2 separate regions of the Mus musculus genome follow, and region 2 is linked to region 1. The links are chromatin contacts, called in public ChIA-PET maps. All regions are on one chromosome and are shown on one strand. Each heading gives the region's core, a stretch centred on a gene start, on an enhancer-like site or on the middle of the called end of the contact. The rest is flanking DNA. Distances are from core to core; before and after follow the strand shown. Region 1 overlaps Fam20a (family with sequence similarity 20, member A). Region 2 has its middle 7.0 kb from the start of 1700023C21Rik.

The links. ChIA-PET counts read pairs in DNA pulled down with a chosen protein or histone mark.
Region 2: a contact with region 1 is called in an H3K27ac ChIA-PET map of liver, with 7 times the contacts expected there. The contact joins two enhancer-like sites. A contact is called at or near these places in 5 of 39 promoter capture datasets (the SN4741 cell line, cranial neural crest, embryonic stem cells and 2 more), 1 of 15 datasets of contacts at CTCF or cohesin (the NIH/3T3 cell line), 16 of 484 Hi-C or Micro-C datasets (the Ba/F3 cell line, the G1E-ER4 cell line, bone marrow-derived DN3 thymocytes and 11 more) and 10 of 115 datasets of contacts at active chromatin or transcription factors (DN3 thymocytes, T-cell acute lymphoblastic leukemia, bone marrow-derived macrophages and 7 more).

What each region holds. Positions count from the first base shown.
Region 1 is chr11:109,699,425-109,704,416 of GRCm38.p6, forward strand. All of the region lies in intron 1 of Fam20a (family with sequence similarity 20, member A), which reads right to left. LOC105243553 (a long non-coding RNA gene) reads left to right here. Exons shown (of 3, transcript XR_003949610.1): 1 at 1-345; 2 at 4,749-4,992. Among named protein-coding and RNA genes, the nearest start is that of Fam20a, 20 kb to the right of the region's middle. Within about 2 kb of position 2,782, at least 10 of the 459 cell types and tissues checked have an H3K27ac peak or open chromatin away from gene starts, as enhancers often do. A contact at or near this core is called in liver, where this site is marked.
Region 2 is chr11:109,850,355-109,855,346 of GRCm38.p6, forward strand. No RefSeq gene overlaps it. Among named protein-coding and RNA genes, the nearest start is that of 1700023C21Rik, 7.0 kb to the left of the region's middle. Within about 2 kb of position 1,892, at least 17 of the 459 cell types and tissues checked have an H3K27ac peak or open chromatin away from gene starts, as enhancers often do. A contact at or near this core is called in liver, where this site is marked.

The sequences.
Region 1 (4,992 bases), core at 1,532-4,031:
TCTCCTTCCCTCCGACCTTCTATGCTTCTATGCTTCTGCATCCACAGCCTCTTATTTTTTGCATGTCTTTCTGTAGCTTGTGTTGTAACTCAATTCTCTTGCCTGGATAACGGAATAGTCCTGGGACAGGCCTGGCCCAAGCGACTCTGCTAAAGTGACACGTGTGTCTCTTCATCTGACTACCAGAATATCGAAACAATGAACGCCGAAGATTTCCTCCAGGAATCTCACCCTGGGAGAAGGAAAAGACAGGAGCTAGATGGGGAAACTTTGTTTCCCTGCAAGAGATTTCAAACAATTCTAAGGACTTGTCAGACCACCTTACAGGACAAGACAGAAACCCAGGTAATGATGGGCCAAAGGGCTGGGCTACACCTTTACCAGAACTGCTTAGACACACACCTTCTTGGCCCTCTACTTAAGTTTGATCTCAGGGCTGGAGAAGTGGCTCAGTGGTTAGGAACATTGGTTGCTCACCCTGAGGAGCCAGGTTTGATTCTCAGCACCCACATGTTGGTTTTCTACCGTCTTGAACTCTAGTTCCAGGATATCTGGCGCCCTCTTCTGTCCTCCATGGGTATTGTATCCACCCATGCACAGACAAACATGCAGGTAGACACCCATACATATAAAATAAAAATAGAAAAAAAAATCTAAAAAAAAAAAATTTGAACTTTAATCTCATTTCAGGACACAGATGAACACAAGGGGGTCACTGGCTTTCCTTGTCCTTCTTTCAAATGTGGCCACAATTCTTGCTTTTCATTTTTAATTTGGCTTTTTAAATTGGCTTATCGAGGAGGGGTGGCTCAACCTAACTATGGGCACAGATTGTGACCCCAAGTTCGATAACAGCCTCTTTTTTTCTTTTGCTTGAGACAGAGTCAGATGTACCTCACGCTGGCTCCAAACTTGCCATGTAGCCAAGGTGTGCACCCCTGTGTTCAGGTTTGTATGGTGCCGGGCATTGAACTCAGGGACTCGTGCATCCCTGGCAAGCGCTGTGCCAACCGAGCTGCATTTCTTCCTGGCACCTAGGCTACTGATGAGCCTCTTAACGGATTTTTTTTTTAATGAGGCCAATCTTTCACCCTGGATCTCACCCAAATCAACTATGTGAAATGTGCCTTCAGGCACTTGCCTCTTACAGAATCTTCCCATGGCTTCTCTGATTTAAAATCATTGCTCTAACATATCCCAAGGAGACTCTTATACATACATATATGTGTGTATACGATATACAAGTGTATATATGTATATATACATGTATATACACATATGTATATGTGTGTTACTTTTTCCTTCCTTATCTAAGCTCTGTGTTTAAAATCTCCAGACATCTTCCCCTTCATCCTCCCTTCTTTCCATGGTATCATCTCCTACCACTCTCTAGGCCCCCCTCTCCCCCCACCCCGAGTCAGGAAGGACTAAGCTGATCACGGGAAGGTCTTCCGTCATTTCTGCTGAGGTCACTACTCTCCAGCTGGCATCTTGCCACAACCTCACTTCCAGGAGCAACGATGCAAAATCTGCTCAAGCGTAACTCTTGAAATTGTGTGCCAGGGCAGCAATGTGTCACTAAGGTCACTATTTACCAAACTGTTTGTTAGCACAGACCTACTTACCCTGAGATTCCCTGGGGGGAGGAGTTGGGTGAAATACCTTAATTATTTTCTAACTATTTGGACCACAGCTCATGTCCTAGACACATACATGCATCTTTGAGCGATTCCAAGAGGTGCCATTGGCTGGTGGAGGGATAAATTGGGCACCCCCTTTCCCATCATCAAGGCTAGGGTCTGTGGAAGAACCTTAGTCCTGGGATCCTAAACAGGAAGGCAGGAAGGAGGCAGGGAGCCACCCAGGCAAAAATTCATTTTGCTCTAAACTCAGTGTTATCAGTCACAAGGCTATAGCATCAGAAAGCAAAAACAGGGCCGGAGTGAAAGGTTCGGCCATGTGTCACCTTCTCAACTAAGTTCTAAAGTTCTTGAGGACGTGACTCTGGCTTGGATCCTCTTCAGCACTTGGTAAAGAGCTGTGCATAGAGCAAATTACCCTCTAAGTTACTCGTCATTAGCTGTGCAGACGAGTTTCTATCCAGTTCCAAACCATGGGGGAAAAATCTCTTGAGGGATGGGATTCCATTTCCGTAAGAGTTCCCAAGGCTTCACTTAGTCGTGTGCTGAATTCCCAAACGCATTCTGCTATAAGGAAACCATAAATGCATCGCAGCGAGGACAGTACTTAGGCTTCAATTAAATCTTACATCTGTTTGAGAGTATCATAGAAGATGCCAGTTAGGAACCGAAAACAAAGGGACTTTTAACCAATACAGAAATCTTAAAGTCAGGAATCCTAGGTCCTTGGGAATCCAGGTGTGACTTTTTCTCATGGTTTATCAACGTGGCAGGACTCACTAATTTTGCACAGACACGGACTGCTGCCTCACAGATTCGGGTCTAGCTGGCTCCTAGATTGAAGGAGATGACCATGGCAAGCTAGAAGAGACATCTCAGGAGCTGGTGTTAAGATTTCCCTCTACTGCAGCATGTAGATTGATCACCTGAGATGTAGGTAGATATCTGTACATTCTGTAGGAAAACGTGGACAGGACCCCCTGGTCTAAGGGGTTTCCAGAGTCACAATAGGGACCGCAGATCCTTTCTAGCCAGGCTGCTTTCCTACATTCTAGTCCTGGGTGTGGAGCTAAGGACAGAAATGGTTAATAAATATCACTGGTCCATGGCAAACAACTATGCAAAGAGAAGCTGAACTTTGACCTTGTGGGTGAGTTTTTGTGCGCAGAAGACAAGTCAAAGTTCAGAGAAGTCCTGAAAGGAAGCCTCCTGCTTAGAGAACACTTCTTTCTGAAATCCCAGGAGTTGTATACAACGTCCATTCAGAAATGTGAACTGTGAACGGGAACTGTGAATACCACCAGCCCAAGGAGCTGCTCAGCCTCACTGTGATGCGTTGTTTCACGGAGCAGGGCTTCACAGCCACAGGCTGCTGCTTTTCATTTGACGGTTGCTTCCTCTGAACAGGCCTTTGGGGCTCAGCAAGGAGTTATTTCGCTCTTCAAGGAACAGTTGGCCATGCCTGGAGACCCTGGGGTGGCAAGTGCTGAGAGATGGTGGGAACAACCTTAGGATGCAATGGACAAAGTCCCCCCACAGGAGATTATCTGGCCCCAGGGGTCAGTAATACTGAGGTTGGAAACCCTGGACTAGAGCCACGGAATCATGAGGAAATAAGCAAAGCACTTAATCCTCCGATGACAGCCCAAGAGCTGCTGGGATGAATTTTAGACTCTGAGCAACTTAATATTTTTCCATAGACAGCATAAATGTCTTCCTCAGGGCCCCATACACTGTATATCTTCTGTACAGCAGAAATTTAAAATGGTACTTAATTGCTTTTTTTAAATGTAAATCTGTATCAGAGAACATTTAGTTGTCAGGTTTACCCCAGCCTAACAGGCATACTGACAAGACACTGAAACTCACTAGATGGAGTGTTGATGTCTTTAAATGTCAAATTGTAGTTTACCCTTTAATTGTGCAATCCCAAAATAAGTAACTACATGTTGCACACCCATACACACATATGCTTATATATACACACAGACATACACTCATACGCACATGCATATATTCATACACATATACACAAAGCTTCCAAATACACATGTACATATACACATATGCATATATATGCACACATTCACATATACATATACATACACACATATACACATGTAAACATACACATATACACATATGCATACATATGCATGCATTCACATATACATACATACATATATACATGTAAACATACACACATACACATATACATACATATGCATGCATTTACATATACATACACATATACACATATGCATACATATGCATGCATTCACATATACATACACATACATACACACATATACAAATGACATGTAAACATATACGTATGTACATGCATACATATATATGTATTCACATATACATAACACATATGCACACATATACACATGGCATGTAAACATACACATATACACATATGCATTCACATATACATACACACATATGTATACATATATACATATGCATATTTACATACACATACATATACCTAATACATACATACTCATAACATATAAACACACACACACCATTTTTAGTCAATAGCATTGATGTGGATGGATGTGAATCCTCTCTTTCCTTTGTGAGTTTTCTGAGCACAGAAAGCAGAAACATGCTTTAAAGACAATACTCTGAGCAGACCAAGAAGACTCAGGTGGTTAAATATACACACCCTGGAATTCCCCAGCAATCAAGGGTTAATCGATATATCTGTTTTCAACAAAGAACTGTGCCTTGCTGCCTGTTTCACATGCATATTGATAGAGAATGGTATCTCAATGGAGGGGCTAGCCACAGGCGGGCATGCTTTTATGTTTTGTTTGGTTTTGTTTTGCTTTGCTTTGTGGTGTGTAGGCAAATTTCCTTGTGATCCACCCAGATTAAATTTTTTCCAGTCGTTGGCCTATGAGCCAGTGCTAATTTGCATGGTATTATTTTCCATTTGATTTACAAATGGGTAGTAATTGTGGATTTGGCCTCTTTCCCTCCTCGACGTGAGCGGTCAACCATGTGGTAGGAAAATTTACTGAGACATTTAATGCTGTTTTTTTTTTTTTTTTTTTTTTTGTCTTCTGGAATTTCCTACACTTCTGCTATAAGAAGGTGACGGGACCTTCGTGTTTCCTCGTCTAAAGGGCAGTTATGATTCAGAACCAACCGGAAGCAAGAAACAGTGGACTGGCTTTCTTTACTCCTTCCCTGTTTTATGTGTTTGAAAGTCTAGATTGGGTGAAGGAATACACCGTGCACAGTGAGAGCGAGGAGGAAGTGGATGAAAGTTGGGAGGAGCATGAGGCTTTCCTCATGTGAGGGGAGGAAAGTTGGCTGTGGGGTCTGCTGAAGA
Region 2 (4,992 bases), core at 642-3,141, 150 kb after region 1:
GCTTAGCCAGGGAAGCCAGGCCACAGCCTAGGAGGTCTTGGCCACAGAACAGAGGTCTACTGAGCAGTCCCATTCTGCTTCTGTGTAGGGCCCTGTCCCTCTTCCATTCTTGCAGAACATTGTCCTGACCTCAAGGGACAGTAGGAACCACTAGAGAATCACTGAGAGCAGTATTTACTTTCAGGACTAGGGAATGACGTTAGTCCATTTGTTTGTGCTTTGGGAGTGGGAGGTAGCCTGGGGAGAGCGTGGGTAGCAGCCACCTAAACACACTGGCGGTCACACTCACGCATCTCTCCTCAATCCTGCATCCCAGGGGCAAGGAGATAAACGAAGAAACTGTTTTCTCTAATTCTTCAGGGATTCCTAAACTTGACTTTATCCAGATAAACCCTGTCTTCCCTCCCCTCCTCTTCCCTCCTGAAGTGGAAATTTCTGGTTTTGTTAACAAGTCAGTTGTGTCACATCATGTTTTTCCAGAAGCTGTCTTGTGAGAGGGTATGTGATGTCTTGCTGGAAACAGACACTTGAGAGGGTGTGTGATGGTTAGAAAGAATACAAATGGAACCCGCCATCAGCAGGAGGAAGCTCTTGCATTGATGTACCATCAACGTTTCACTTCTTTGCTGGTCTTGTTTCTTGCTTCTTAGCCTTTTCACTGGTCTTTGCTGGCCTTGCTGCTTTGCTTCTTCAGTGGTCTTCTCTGATCTTCCCTGGTCTTCATTGGTGTCGATTCTGGCTTCTTCACTTCTTCCCTGGTGTTCCCTAGTCTTTGCTGGTCTTCCCTGGTCTTCCTGTGTTTTTGCTGGTCTTTACTTCATAGAGAGAAATGCACCAAAGAACTTCTTGTGTTGTTATGGTTAATTCTGGCCACTTCCACTGACTCCTGCCAATTGGATTTGGCGGATCCTTGCTGTTTCTGCTGGATCATACCACTACTATTGATTCATGTTTGGTGTTTGCTATTGAACTGGACCGCTGGTATCCTGACAACAAAGAGTAGAATCGCCCCCAAGGAACTATTTTTAAACAGGTCCACAACTCCCTTTTCCTATTATCCTTCTTTTCCCCCTACTTCTGGTCTGTGGTAGGTTAGGCCATACCTACTAATAGTGCCACTCCCTGGACCAAGCATATACAACACCCCACCCCACCCCACAGTTGGTGTATTCATTTTTATTATTTTATTGGGTTCTTATACCTCTACTTCCCCAACCCCTTTTCTATCCCAATCCCTTCCAGTTCCCAAACACTAGGTAGGTGAGAACGAAGGTTAGAGCAGAAGGGGGGCATAGACCTCTGTAGGCTACGTCCTGCTGATTGTGGTCATTGTATTTCTTGGGACAAGTCCACTCTTCATTGTTAAAATATCCAGCAACCTAGCAATAGCAAACACAGTGAGGGCAGCACCTGGAGGGGCATCCGCGGGGGCAGCAGCCACTGCCGAAGACCCTCTCAGGCTCTCTCATTTATATTCTCTCTAGAGTCCCCAGAATTCAACTATCTGCAGCTGGCAAAAATCTTGCCATCACCCCCACCCCCAACACGAGATAATCCTACTTAATGGCTGTGGACAAACTGAAGCAGCCCCATAGTCCACACTTGGGATTAAAACAAAAACATAGTCATACAACTGGGGTTTTTAAAGAAACCCAAACTCTCATTACACACACTTGTGTGTGAGTGCATGTATATATATATATATGTGTGTGTGTGTGCATGTGCCTGCGGAGGTCAGAGGTCAGAGGTCAACCTCAGGTATCATTTGTTCCTGGGAGCTGCTCATCATGTCTGTTTTATTTTTTTTCTTGTTGATGTTTTTGAGACAAGGTCTCTCCCTGGCATGAGCTCTGCCGTAGGCCTGGCCAGCTGGCCCTGATCCAAAGAGGCCTGCCTGTCCCTGACCCAAAGAGGCCTGCCTGTCCCTGACTTCTCAGTGCTGAGATTTAAGCGCATGCCACCACACTGGGAATTTTTTTTACACAGGTTCTAAGGAGTGAGCCCAGGCCCTCATGCTCACCCTTTACCAACTGAGCGATCTCTCCACGTAGCTTTTCTGCTTCCGAACATTTCAGTATTCAGTTCAGAAGCAGGGCTGGGGTGTATGCTGAACAACACTGCCACATTCACAGAAGAAAACAGTCTCCTGTTAGTTTTTCCTTGGACAGAGCAGCCATGTAGCCAGCCTGCAAGATGGCCTCATGTGGCATCTCCCTTCCACTAGTCACCTTTGTGTCTGCTCTCTGTACCCTGACAGTTACACAGTTTTAGGCAGAATATATGGCTTGCAGCCATTGCCAAGTCTCAAGCAACCTATGGAGAGGCCCAAGTGGCAGGGACTAACACCTTCTTTCATCGTCCTGTGCATGAGCTCAGAAACAGATCTGGGCTTGATGACAGACTTCCTGTCTGACAGCTTGGACCTCACGAGTAGCCCTGAGTCAGAAGCACCTAGCTAAGATATTCCAAAATTCCTTGCCATTACAAACCGTGAGGTCACACACACACACACACACACACACACACACACACACACACACACTGTCTAACTAAATGTTCGAGTAATTTGATACACAGCAACAGATAACGCAGGCAGTTTCTCATGCTTCAGATATACATTTTGCCTTTTATAATACGATTTAACCCATTGGCAGTGTTCTGGGGAAAAGGAGGTGCTGTGCTGAACCATTCTAGTCATAGAACAAGATGGCTTGCCTTGGAGCAAGCAGGGCTGAGAGCACGGCCACTGCTGTCTCCAAACAGGGCCATTGTCCCCTCAGAGTGTTTGTCACACACAAGCCCTAGCTGCAGAATAGGGACACCAGGATACCGGTTCAGTTGTGCTGAGCTGTTTCTGATGCAGGACAACACTATCATTGTCTCAAGGCTAGGACATCACTAACTACCGAAAGCCCCAGACACAATTATCACAGGACACCAGGACATTGAGACACCTCCTGAATGAATCCCTAGAAGCTCCCCTCTCATAAAAGGAGCCCCTTGGGATGCTGTGTAGACTCGGCCCCTGAATTCTTCCCTGCTGTGCTGTGTCACTGCATCTAATAAACCATTTCCTCACTCCAATGTCTTTGGTGAATTCATTCCCAGCCCGGGTCCGTCAACCCTATCCGCAGCGTAACACAGCCGAAATGTCTTCATCGCGTCGCTCCAACTCAAAATTCCATGCTTCCTAATGCCTCTCAAGACAATTCATTTAAAAAAAGTTATTCGGAACATTCTTGCCTCTCTGTAACACCTCTTCCTCCTCCTTCGCTGTAATTTCACCTTTTAGTTGGTCTGTTAGGAGAGAGCAGCGGTGGAGGCTGGTGGGTAGCCGAAGCTACAGGGGCTTTGGGAGGGGTGCGTTGGCATTTAGACTAGGCTCCGCCCCATGGTTACCTGGCAACAGCCGGGTGTGACTGACTCACTATAAAAGGGGCTGCTTGGCCTCTTCCTCTCTCTCCTCTCTCTCTTGCCTTCTTGCTCTTGCTCTGTCCTCTTGTCCCTTACCCCCCCCCCTCTCCATTCCCCTCCCCCTCTCTCTCCAAGTGCTCATGACCAGCCTCTACCCTTCTCTCTCTCTCTCTCTCTCTCTCTCTCTCTCTCTCTCTCTCTCTCTCTCAGCTTCGGAATGCCTCAGCATGGGCCCACAGAGGCACTCTCTTCCCCCATACCTTACCTCACCTCCACCAAACATATTTCTTCTCTCCTTATTTCTTTATAAAACACAACAGTGGTGTCCGATTCTGGCAGCTGGGCGATGTTGAACAGGGATTAAACCCCTCAAGGCCTCAGTTTTCTCCTCTGTGGAATGGGGAGAGTAAAGCCAACTTTAAAAGGCGCTGTGTGGAATGAGTGCAATGAATACACGAAGTTCCAAGTGTAGGGTCTGGCAGACACCACACTCTGCTTAGATCAGTTGCATCATCCTCATGATAACAACAGGGGCGGGAGGTCCTCAGTGCTCGTATGACCCAGCCAAGGACATTTCAAACAGCTTGAGAGGACAGGTGCAGAAGAGTAAGCCCGGCTTTCCTGGTCTTCTCCCTCAGAGGAGGAGTGAAGGCTCTTTATACACAGGTGGTGGGAGAGACAGCCACGGAATCATGGGACGCAGGATGAGTAGGGAGGACTCTGATGTGGATCTGATGGATTCTGTGGGCAATACTTTCACATCGTATCCTCGATTCCTACAACTCTCAGCTGTTCAGGGCTTTTTGCTAATGAGAAGACCTTCATGACCCTTCGTGCTGTGTTCATGGGGTCACTGAGCTCTGCCTCTGGTGGCAAAGGCTCAAAGAGGAACACACTTGCAAACCAGGCTGTGTGGATGGCACTCATTCTGCACAGCACCTTCCAGGAGGATGCAAGCAGAGCCAAGTCTTAAGAGATGAGTCCGCTTCATCTAATGGGGCTCAAGTCAATCAAATTAGTTGTATTTTGTCTCCTTAAAATTTCAACAAGTCTCTTTAACTACATGGATCTTGAGGTTTAGAAGCAACCATTAGGTAGGGTTGTCTCTAAATCTTGTTATTATTGGTCCTATATGTTTAATGATTTTTGTTTGGGTTTGGTTGTTTTCTTTTTTCTTTTTTCTTTGTAAAAGATAAAATTAACCATCCCCAAGCATTTTGTTATAGGAAGGAGAGGCTAACTAATGCAGAGAGTTGCAGTTGTCACACATAACCTTAAGCTAAAAGATCATTGTAATCTTATTCACTCTTTCCATACGGAGGAGAACAGTAGTCCAATCATGCTAAGGTGGGGGAGGGGGTAGATTCCTCCTCTGGAGGACGTACTGATTGTCTGTTCTAATAAATTTAGATGAACATCAAAGCCCAGTGACATTTCATATAGGTTTCCATAGGACGTTTTCATCCGTTACCCTGAATTACATTGGATGAGTTGGTTGGAGATTTAGAGATCACATTTATTACTGTTACTTAGTCTTAGTTACTCTTCACATTACTGTCATAACGTACCAGACAAGAA